Regions from separate parts of the Arachis hypogaea genome. Here region 2 is linked to region 1. Evidence: chromatin contacts called from public Hi-C data. All regions are on one chromosome and are shown on one strand. The core of a region is the stretch at or near the end of the contact, and the rest is flanking DNA. Distances in the headings are between cores, read along the strand shown.

Evidence for each region. A called contact is a pair of places that touch in the nucleus more often than the background predicts.
Region 2: a Hi-C map of an unstated tissue shows a contact between it and region 1, with 5 times the contacts expected there. The contact joins two enhancer-like sites. A contact is called at or near these places in 3 of 8 Hi-C or Micro-C datasets (leaf and an unstated tissue).

Annotation. Positions count from the first base shown.
Region 1 is chr8:42,403,149-42,408,832 of arahy.Tifrunner.gnm2.J5K5, forward strand. No RefSeq gene overlaps it. Among protein-coding and RNA genes, the nearest start is that of LOC114924329, 15 kb to the left of the region's middle. Within about 2 kb of position 2,758, at least 1 of the 3 cell types and tissues checked has open chromatin away from gene starts, as enhancers often do.
Region 2 is chr8:42,449,766-42,455,449 of arahy.Tifrunner.gnm2.J5K5, forward strand. No RefSeq gene overlaps it. Among protein-coding and RNA genes, the nearest start is that of LOC112707569, 6.9 kb to the left of the region's middle. Within about 2 kb of position 2,581, at least 2 of the 3 cell types and tissues checked have open chromatin away from gene starts, as enhancers often do.

The sequences.
Region 1 (5,684 bases), core at 1,508-4,007:
CTTTTTGTAATGAGAATCTTAACTCGAATTTGCTTGATCTCTTTTCTGTCTCCTCGGCTATCGTTTCGGGACCTAAGATGCTTGATTCTCTGGGTTCACACTAACACTGAAGTGATTGACACTTTGTACAACCTGACTATCTTCTTAACGTACAGTTTCCAATGCTCTTTCTTTACCTTCTAAGACATCAGACACTTGGTCGCAAGTGATGCTGCGCCACCTTCGACCCCAGGCCACCAAAACATCTACTTTAATTCGTGGTGCATCTTAGTAACTTCAGGATGAATTTGAAATATGCTTTTGAGAACTTTAGGTCACGGTTTACGCCTCTACTTACAACATTCGGCATGCAAATCATTCCGGTGTACCTCAAACTACTCCTTCTTTGTCTCCTTCAATCTTCTTCTTGATTTTCGTGTTCAACAGACTTCAACATCCTTGGTAGCTTCTTATCATCTTGCTGCACTCTCCAAATTCTCGACCTTACAATATCTTGCAATTTCGCAATAGGTTCAGTCTGACATCTCCATCCACTTTCTCAACATCACACTTAAGACTCCAAACTTACTTAATAGTTTTTCTTTCTTAATCATCATCCAAACAATGTTCAAAGACTTCCTGCTTAGGGCTTCCATCTCGATATTACAATATTGCCTCCGTGCATGTCCTAAGACATTCGGTAATGCATTACAGTAATTCCGAAAAGTTCATTAGGTTCAGGAACACTAATGTTGGCGCTGTAATCAATCTCTCCTTTCAAGTTCGAAAACTCTCTTCACAGTCGGGCATCCATACGAATGGTGCATCCTTGTGAGTCAACTTAATCACAGGCAATATGATCGATAAGAAATAAAGCTCCAAAACTCCTCTTGATGTCGCATTCTTATAAGTCCCATCTTTCACGTTCACAAATCTTGCTCTACGGAACTAACGTCGTAATGTTGCATGTAGAAGTTGTATGCGACGTAAATTCCAGCTCGAGTTGATTTTTGAAAAGATGCTAAGTTTCAAGAGACGAACTAGCAATATGAATGGTGTTCACAAGAGATTAGAAAAAGGTCTTGTATGCGGTCAAATAGAGTTGTATAGAAATAACGAAATACATAAGAAAAGGAACTAAGGTATAACTCAAAAAGAAATTTAAATCAAGACCTTGATAGAGAGAATAAGGCATAGCGAATCTGGTAAGTCTCAGTGGATTTTAGAAGAATACAGTTTACGAAGGAAAGCAACTTCATTCACAGCAAGTTCCTAAGATTCAAGGATTACACGATTATACCAAGATAAGCTCAGGCTTATCTCGGAAGAGACAAGATTCATGCAATTAAGGAATAGAATTGGAAAGATGATCAATTCATTTTTCAAGATGATATTCGAGATAAAATTCCAATGCAAGTTGCAAAAGAAAGGCTAGATCGACTCGTAAAGATGCGTTGGCACACTCTCTTTCTCGCCTGAAGCTTCCGGCTGCTGTCTTTCTTTTGATGAACACTAGTGCTTGGTGTTTCTATGCCCTGAAGTTGTCTTCATCTAGTTTTATTGTTACTGAAAAATTGGCAATTGAAGCCATTGTTGTTGTTATTAACTGAAGCTGTGAAGCTTGAACGGTGGAGTATTAGTAAGAGAAAAATATGGAACCCTCCGTGGATCAGAACCGAAACTCTGATACCATGTGAGAGAACTGAAACTGAAAGCAATGTTAAAAGTTAAGAATGAATTTTGTTATTGAATCAAATGAATGGAAGTTCTTTAGAGTTTTACAGAGTTATAATTTATACAGAAAAGAGAGGCGTAAGAAGTGTGGCCGTAGTTAATTAAAAAGAGAGTAACAAACTAACTAACTTGCTGATTTTAAGGATATTCACTTAATTAACACTAACATACTTTAGTTCTCTTGGGTTCTTTATTAGTAAATATATTACTTTATATTATTTGATATTCTAAAAGTATTGTTAGATGTTAATTTTGGTCAGTAAAATTTATATGAGTAATTCATTATTTGTTTTGTGTTGAATTTATGAAATCGCACACTAATAAGTATTATTTCAATCTTTCCTAAAATCTTATTTGATTATTATTTTAATTTGATAAAAGTATAATTATTTTAATCTAGATTGAATATTAATTATTATATTTTTCTTAGCATGAAGGATATAATAATTATATGATAATTAAAAATGTTAAATGTCCATAACGAATAATGAGTTATTACTTCAAATTTAAAGTTTATGTATAGATAAGATCCTAACTAAATTCGATCTATTTTAAATTGTTATATAAATTGATTTAATTTAAAATAAGATGCGTAAGATAAGAAAAATTAAAAATGATATCATACTTTTATGTATATAATAATGGATACAGATAATTATATCCCTTTTTAGTTAATATCTACACATAAAAATGTCAGTTTAATTTTTAGATAAGAATTTTCAGTTTGATTAGAGTTGCAGAATTTTTTTTTTTTTTTGAATTTCATTAGTCAAATAGTTGACAATAAAAAATGGTCTCAACGTAAAATCATAAATACACAAAATCGAAGGTGAAAAAATTTAAAGGTTGTTACTGATAATTATTAGAGAATCATGAGATATCTGTATTAATCTATTTAGCCAAACATACTTATATGTTATACTGCTGGATGTAAATAGCAGTAGATATGGACAAATTTTTCATTTTACATACATATTATTATTCCATAATAGCGGCGCATAATAGTCTTCTATGAGAATTTGAATATGAGATTCGAGATATTTTCCTTCATAACTTCGACGACTTGTATAAAGTGGCTTATTGTCAAAACTGCTTTAAATTTGTCATATTGGTGGGACACATGTGGGGATTTAATTTACACAAATTAGGGATAGGACAACGATGGTGATTGGGTGATGTGCGATTTTATGAGTGATAGTATTTTGATATGGGTTTTGACTTTTGACAGAGAATTAATTTTTTTTAAATCAATAATCAACTAATAAAATAACAGAGTAAAAATTACGAGTTTGAGTTATTATTATTATTATTATTATTATTATTATTATTATTATTATTATTATTATTATTATTATTATGAAGATATAAAGAGCATTTATAGAAAAAAAATTAACTGATTGTTAACTAAATAAAATTGATTGCCATTTTTTTTTAGTCTTGTTACACATCTAAAAACAAGTTTATATCCAAGTCATTTAGATTACGCTGCGAAATTTCGTCTTTTTCTTCTTCCTCCTCCTTTTCCTCCTCCTCCTTCTTCTTCTTCACTTTCTCTTTTTCCTTTTTCTTCATCTTGTTTCATTATCGTCATGGTCACCATCACTATACCACCACATCTATCTCCTCCTCTTCCTTCGATCTCTTCCTCATCCTGTTTTTTTTTATTTGAATTTTTTTATTTCCTCTTTCCTTTTCTTCTTCCTCATCCATCATCATTATCGTCATCACCAATGTTAGAAAGGGGAGAGAGGGCAATAAAAAAAGGTTTGTGAGTATTCAAGTTGTCTGGGATAATACAATATAAAAGGGTATTTATAGATATTAAGAGAATTGTAATAATAAAGACGTAATCTCCTATAATAAATATTCAAATATACTAAATAATACTAATTGATCCTAATTGATCATAATTATATTCTAACATCCCTCATCGACAACTTGAGTTTGAAACTTATTTAACACAATGAAATAAAGAGAAAAAATTGCATAAACTGATAAAATCGGTGCAGACGGAACTGCCAGAAGGAAGCGGATATGAAACTGCCGCTTGTCTGAAGGAAGCGCAGATGGAACTGTCAGAAAAAAATGCAAACGAAACTGCCACATGAAAACACATACGAAATGCAGACGGAACTGCCACCAAAAAACGCAGACGGAACTGCCACGAGAGAACGCAGACGGAACTGCTATGAGAGAACGCAGACGGAACTGCCACGAGAGAACGCAGATGAAACTGCCACGAGAGAACGCAGACAGAACTGTCACAAGAGAACGCAGACGAAACTGACGAAAGAGAGCGAAAACTATATGATTTCTTCATGAGAATAGGAAAACAACGGATGACATTGGTGTTTGATTATTCGACTCGAAAAGACACAAGAAGGAGAGAATAGACTAGTCGGTAAGGTGAAAAAGCATCAAAGAAGTGACAAAAAAAAAGAAGAAAAAAATGGTATGGAAGAAAAGTATGAAAAATACGGTAATTTCAACCGAAGAAAAACAATCTATCCTCCTCAAGGAGGATACCATGGCTCTAATACCATGTTAGAAAGGGGAGAGGGAGCAATAGAAAAAAGGTTTGTGAGTATTCAAGTTGTCTATTCAAATTGTCTAGAATAATACAATATAAAAGGGTATTTATAGGTACAAAGAGAATCGTAATAATATAAATACGTAATCTCCTATAATAAATATTCAGATATACTAAATAATACTAATTGATCCTAATTGATCCTAATTATATTCTAACAACCAACAATACCGATATTTTGCTAACATCTTTATTGATTCTGATTTTCTGTGGTGATCGAATGAATGAAACCATTGTATAATACCAAATGAACCGAAAATGGTCCATTATATAAATTCGAATTCAGAAACACATGCTTCTCGAATGAATTGAAAATTAGCTCAAAACGAAACCATTGTATAATACTAAATGAACCGAAAATTGTTCATTATATAAATTTGAATTCGATGATAACAATAACGACGATACATATTAGAAGAAGACAATGATGATGATGATGATGATGATGATGATGATGATGGAGGAGGAGGAGGAGGATAAAAAGGAAGGAGGAAACAAAATTCCAATAGGAGGAAGAGAAGGAAGAAGAGGAAGAGGTGTTGTTGGTGATGACGATAATAAAATTGAAAAATAAAAAAGGAAGAGAAGAAGAAAATGTAACATCCTGAGTAAAGAAGAAGAAGAACACATGCATGAATTTGGAAGAAGAAGAAGAAGAAAAAGAAGAAGAAGAAGGAGGGGGAGGGGAGAAAACGGAAAAAAAAATGCGTAACTCAAATCACTTGAATGAACTTAGATGTAAAATTATTTAGATGTGGAGAATGAATTACTTTTTGTTGCTATCTCAAAATTTGAGTAAAAGTTTTTTCATTGCTGTTGGTTTGGGTAGAGATAAAAAATTAAGTAAATTTCACTTTAGTAAATTTAATGTGTAAATTTGTACATGCATGAAATTCATTTATGTAAAATTTACTTGTGCACACTTTTAAGTTTTAACCAAGCATCTCTCAAACAGTAAGTTTAATTTATTGAGTCGATCACACTATTGAAGGATTTGCTTTCGTGAGTTATTTTAACAATTCAGGTTCGTATTTTCTATACTCTAAGCCAAGAACCAAGACACTTAATAGAGCTTTTTCAATAGGAATTTAGATTTTAGAAAATGGATGCATTTGGGATGAAGATCAAACTGAGTTGAGTGGAAATTGTTAGAATTTGGTTGAATTAGTCCCACATTACTTAGGATAGCAAATGGAATTGGTGGCCTAGACTATAAATATGAGGCTAAGTTCTCTATATTTTTTGCACCAGTCGGAAACACTTAAAGCTTGTATCTGACTTTTCTTTTCCTCTATACTCTTTGATTAGACAGTGTTGTGAGGTGTAGTTAAATATTTGCTTTGAGAGTGTAGGTGTACTGGGGTGCCGGTGTTAGAGAGAA
Region 2 (5,684 bases), core at 1,331-3,830, 46 kb after region 1:
TTTTCGTTGAGTTGTAATTATTTTTTCTATTAGAGTTTGTTAATTTTCCAATTTCAGGTTTTGCAAAGAAGACGAAGGACAAATACTTTTTCTCATTTTAATTTTAAATTAAGTACTAGTTTAAATTGACTTTTTTGAGTAAAAAAATACTTTTATTCATTTTAAATTTTATTTGGATACGTCTTTTAAAAAAATATTTTTATTTAAAAAAATAAATTATTTTTTTTAAAAGTTAATAATACATTATTTAAAAAAAACATAAACAAAAGACAATTTTAATACTTAAAAATTCTTTAAAAAATATATTTAAATATAAAATAATTTTTATCTGTTAAAAAAATATTTTTTTTAAAAAATAAAAAATAAATATTTTTTCAAAAACCAATTTAAATTGACCCTAAATATATTCATTTAATTTTCACCTAGTTTTCTAAATAGCCACATCTTTCATTGCACGGTGTCAAGACGAAAGAAAATGTAACACGTGTTAATTTCTCTTAATAAAAGTAGAAGATATATTTTAAGTATGTATTTGACTCAATAAATCATTGGTGGCTAATTTTGTCCTCTACATAATTTTTTATGTGTACATTTGTTATTTTAAAAAAAAATAATTAGTTATCCACACTATAAGAAAATAGAGTTATTTTGACATTTTATTTTTTAACATTATAATTAAATGTCAAAATTAATATATATTTTTGACAAATATCACAAATATCAAATTTTCTATATTTTCTTGACGAAAAATTTGACCGTAGAAATTACTCCTCAATTTTGACACTCATTTGTTTTTAATTTACTCTACTATTTTTTTTCTTTTTTGGGCTCTGTTAATTTTGACATCACACTGTTCTCAATTTAGAATTATACTACTCATTATATTCTTTATCTTCAAAATCTCAATTTATTCTTTAGTTTCAAGATCACATCTCATTCTTTGTTAAAAATTTTTGTTGAGAATATTTTATAGTCAATAAATGTCAAAATAAATAGTATTTTTGACAATTAATAAGTATCACAGAAAATATGTTCTCAAAATTTTCTAACAAATTATTTTTGACAGCCAATATTTATCAAAATAAGATTTAAATTTTTTTCACAATCGCTTATATGTTAAAAATACTATTTTTGACAAAACTTTTATTAACATATTTTCATAGTTAAAATAGTATCAAAATTTATTTTTTTGACAAATTTTAATTTTCTTTTACACATTATAACCCTCAAAAATAATCTATATTGTTGTAGTGCCACTTATTCTCTCTTTCACTTATATGTTAATAAGATGCATAAATTTAAAAATGGTGATTAATAATACATGAAGTTATTAACTAAACAATTATTTGTGGAAAAATACAATATTTATTAAAAAATGAACTATTAATAAAAAAAAGGAGGGATTACATTGAAATTATGGGTATAAAATTTTAGTTGTAGTTAAAAACACACGATAACGTGATGTAGAATTTTCAAATTAAACGTATATGACTAATTAAGAGCTATCGTTTATTGTAGGTTATTAATGGTTTTAATCGGAACAAAAGTTATTAATGTTTAATTATGTACGAGATTTGGTACAAATGATGATTATGATGTTGTAGTTTAAGAATTGAATGAACATACTTATAGTGTCTTTAATGTAACTTTAATGCTTTAGGCAAATAAATTATACAGGTGGATCTAACTAGTTATTGACGAATTTTTCATTTTACGTATTTGTCCATAAAAGCATCAAATAATAGTCTTGTATCTGAGTTTGAAGATGAGATTCGAGATCGAGTTTTCCTCAATGAATTCGACGACTAGTATATATTCAGTGGCTTATTGTCAAACTACCACAATTTTACTCTGAAAAGTATAAATTTGGAAATTGGAAGGCAAGAGTGTTAAGTGAGACAGGGACCGTGATAATATATTTTGACTAAAAAATGTGTGGTGATTGGGCGGTGGTGTACGTACTGAAGTATTTGTAGCTACGAACTGACCAAGTCTGGTATTAGGGGGTTATAGGGTAGTATTTTGATATGGGTTTTAACCATACTTATCATCTATGAAATACGAACACTTTATTGAGTTGTCGGATTCGTGTGTCGGACACATTTTGCATATGACACTCACCGACACTCATCTGATACGCGTGTCTGTTATGTCCAAACCGTGTCTTAATAAAACATAAAAAATTATTCACCGGACACACTTTGACACACCTAAATATCATCACGTCTCAGCGCGTCCAGTCTTATTTAGGGGTGTAAGTTACCGAACTAGACCGAAAAATACCACAAAACCGAACCGAAAATTACAACAACCGAATGAAAAATAGAAAAAATCGATTTTTTCTGTTTTTTTTTTTAATTAAACCAATCGGTTTGGTTCAGTTTTTGGTTGGTTTGGTAGAAACCGAACCGAAAAAGATGCTACATAATGGTTCCTTTTACCGATTTACCCTTACTGATTTAACCTAGGTATAAAACCCTAAATCTGAATATCCTCACTCTCCTTTCCTTTCACTCGCGCAGTCACCCACTCACCCTCAGTCCTCACTCCTCACACAGACACCCATTCACCAATAGGCCACAGCTCACTTTCATCTTCCATTCTTCCTCCTCCATGCGGCCATGCCTGAAAGAATGAGAGCCTAAGAGAGCCAGAGAGCCAGAGAACCAGAAAGCGCCGTCCACTATCAAGGAACTCCTCTATCGTCGCTCAAAGTCGTCGCAAGTCATCCTTTCATCTCCGTCGCAGGCTCGCAGGCGTAGCAAAGAGCAGCGCCGTCGTGTAGCCAGCAGCATCGTCCAATTTGCGTCCTCATGCAGTCCTGAGTCCACGCCGTCATCTAGTCATAAGCCGTCGCAACAAACCCTAAGTCGTGGCAAGAAACCCTAAGTGGAGCAGCACTCAATCGTCGAGCAACACTCTGGTCGCCGAGCCCTCTCCTGCAAAAAGCACCTGAACAATGTCTTCTTCGGAGGTTAGAATTTGATTTTTAATTTTTTTAATTGATTAGTTAAATTAGTTAAATTCACAAATCATTATATTACCATAGTATATCAAATTTAATTTGTCCTGATTGTTGTTGCTAGTCTCTTCTTAATTAAGAAGATGAGTTTGATTTCTAATTTTAGTCTCTGAAGGTTGTTACTGGTTTGTGCTTAATTAGAAAGACAAGTTTGATTAAAATTATTATCTCTGATTGTTGTTGCTAGGTTATGCCTAATTAAAAAGATGAGTTTGATTGAAATTTTTCTACAGAATTTTTATTGTTGTTGCTTTTACTGAAATCTGTACTTAGTGAGTGATGATAAAAAGTGGGTTACTATCTATTCTTTTTATCTTGTTGACCAAACTTTGGTCTCTATTTTATCCCATAAAAAGTTAACAATTTTTATTAGTTTCTACTAAACATCTTTAATTATTTGGTTAATTTGTTTGCTGACATGGTGTCTAAGTGGTTATAGGAGTTCATATTTGTTGCTACTATTCTTCATATCAAACTATATTATGAGACATGATTTTAGAATTGATCTTACCTCATGCTTTATATTTATGTTGTAAGATTGGAGTGTCTGATTTATTTATAGTATTAGAATAAACTTTTGAAACTTTAAAAGGAAAAGAAAAAATATATCCAATACAAACCATAAAATCTGAATCAAAAGAAAATATCTATTTGCTTCTAGTAAAATACAGAAAATCAACTTTAAAAGAAAAAGAAAAAAATATATCCAATACAAACCATAAAATCTGAATAAAAAAAATATCTATTTGTTTCTAGTAAAATACAGAAAATAAATTTTTCTCAAATTATGCTAACTTAAACTCAAGAAGTAATTGTATTTTTCTTTTAAATTATATCTATTATGAAGATACAGTAAATATGAGTGCATTTTCTTTGTTTTCACATGAATCATGTAATTTTATATGTGTGCCTTTATTTTATATGATTTTATATAGCTGCATATATATGTCTGCTTTTTTTTCACGTGATTTATATATGTGTGCTTTTTTTGTATTTTTTGTGCATATATATGCGTGCTTTTAATTTGTTATCTTGTTCCATAATTTGTTATTTAATAATTAATATATTTTACAATTTGTTGTTGTAGCTTTCCAATATGTTCTCACAAGTTTAAATGTTAAATTTGTTGCTGAAAATAATGCTTTTGGTGCTGTCGATAAGTTAAAATGCTAATTTTTTTTATTGTTATGTTTATATATATGCAGCCAACAAGTAATGAACAGCTCAATGAACCGACGCCTGAAATTGGGGGTGAAAATGTTGAGTCTGTGGTACGTTCTTCAACAGACAACGACATGTTTATCAAACCCCCGCCCCATCTTAGATCAAAGAAGAGGAATGTTGATTCAATTAATGTGGGTGCAATTCCGGGAGCAACTCCTACAAATCCAGCTCTAAGCACTGTGAAAACTAATGAAGAGGTTGGCAAGAATGATCCCAATAAAAATAACAGAAAACCTTCTAGACCTAGATCTTGGACTTGGAAACATTTTACAAAGGATCCTAAGTCCAAGCCATCACATCATAGGACTAAATGTAATTGGTGTGGTGCATCATATGCATGTGACTCTCATAGAAATGGTACAACTAATATGTGTTATCATTTGTTGAATCAATGTAAAAAACTTTCTAGGAACTCGGGTGACCCTAGTCAAACAATCCTTACCTTCCAACAAAAAAAAGAGGGTGAAGGAGTATTTACTGCAGTTACTTTTAATGCTGAAATGTGTAGAAAAGTCTTTACTAGGATGATAATTGTTGATGAGCTACCGTTCAAGTTTGTTGAGGGGGAGAGATTCAGATTCTATATGAGTATTGTGCAACATAAATTTCCACTTCCGGGAAGGATTACTGTTGTTAAGGATTGTTGGAATCTTAATATTAGTGAGAAGAATAGGTTGAAAACTGTGTTCAAACAACCAAATCAATCTGTTTTTTTAACTACTCATTGTTAGACTTCTGTGCAAAATCTGAATTATATGTGTCTCACTGCTCCTTACATTGATCATGATTGAAAATTGCAAAAGAGGATTATCAATTTTTGTCTTATTAAAAATCACAAAGAAGAAATAATTGGTAGAAAATTTGAGAGATGTCTTTTGGGATGGAGAATATCTAGAGTGTTCATAATTACTATTGATAATGCTAGTTCTAATGATACTGCAATATCTTATCTAAGAACTAGAATGAAGGATTGGAATTTACATCTTTTGAAAGGAGAGCATTTGCATGTTAGGTGTTGTGCACATATTCTTAATCTTGTTGTTAACGATGGATTAAAAGAGATGCATGAATCTATTAGCAAGATAAGAAATGCTACTAGATATGTGCGTGCTTCCCCTAGTCGCATGAATAGGTTCAAAAATTTTATTAAGGATGCTAGGATGTAAGACAAGTGTACTATTCAACTCGATGTTCCCACTAGATAGAACTCTACATACATCATACTTAAAAGTGGTTTGAAGTTTCAAAAGACATTCGAGAGGTTAGGGGAAAGAGATACAGAATATGCTCTAATATAAGGTGGTATTCTAAAGAATCTTGATTGGGACAATACAAAATACTTTATGAAATTCTTGAAATTTTTTTATGAAATTACAAAGAGTGTGTCTGGTAGTTTGCTTGTGACTTTTTCTCAAAATAAAAATAAAAAATCTCTGGA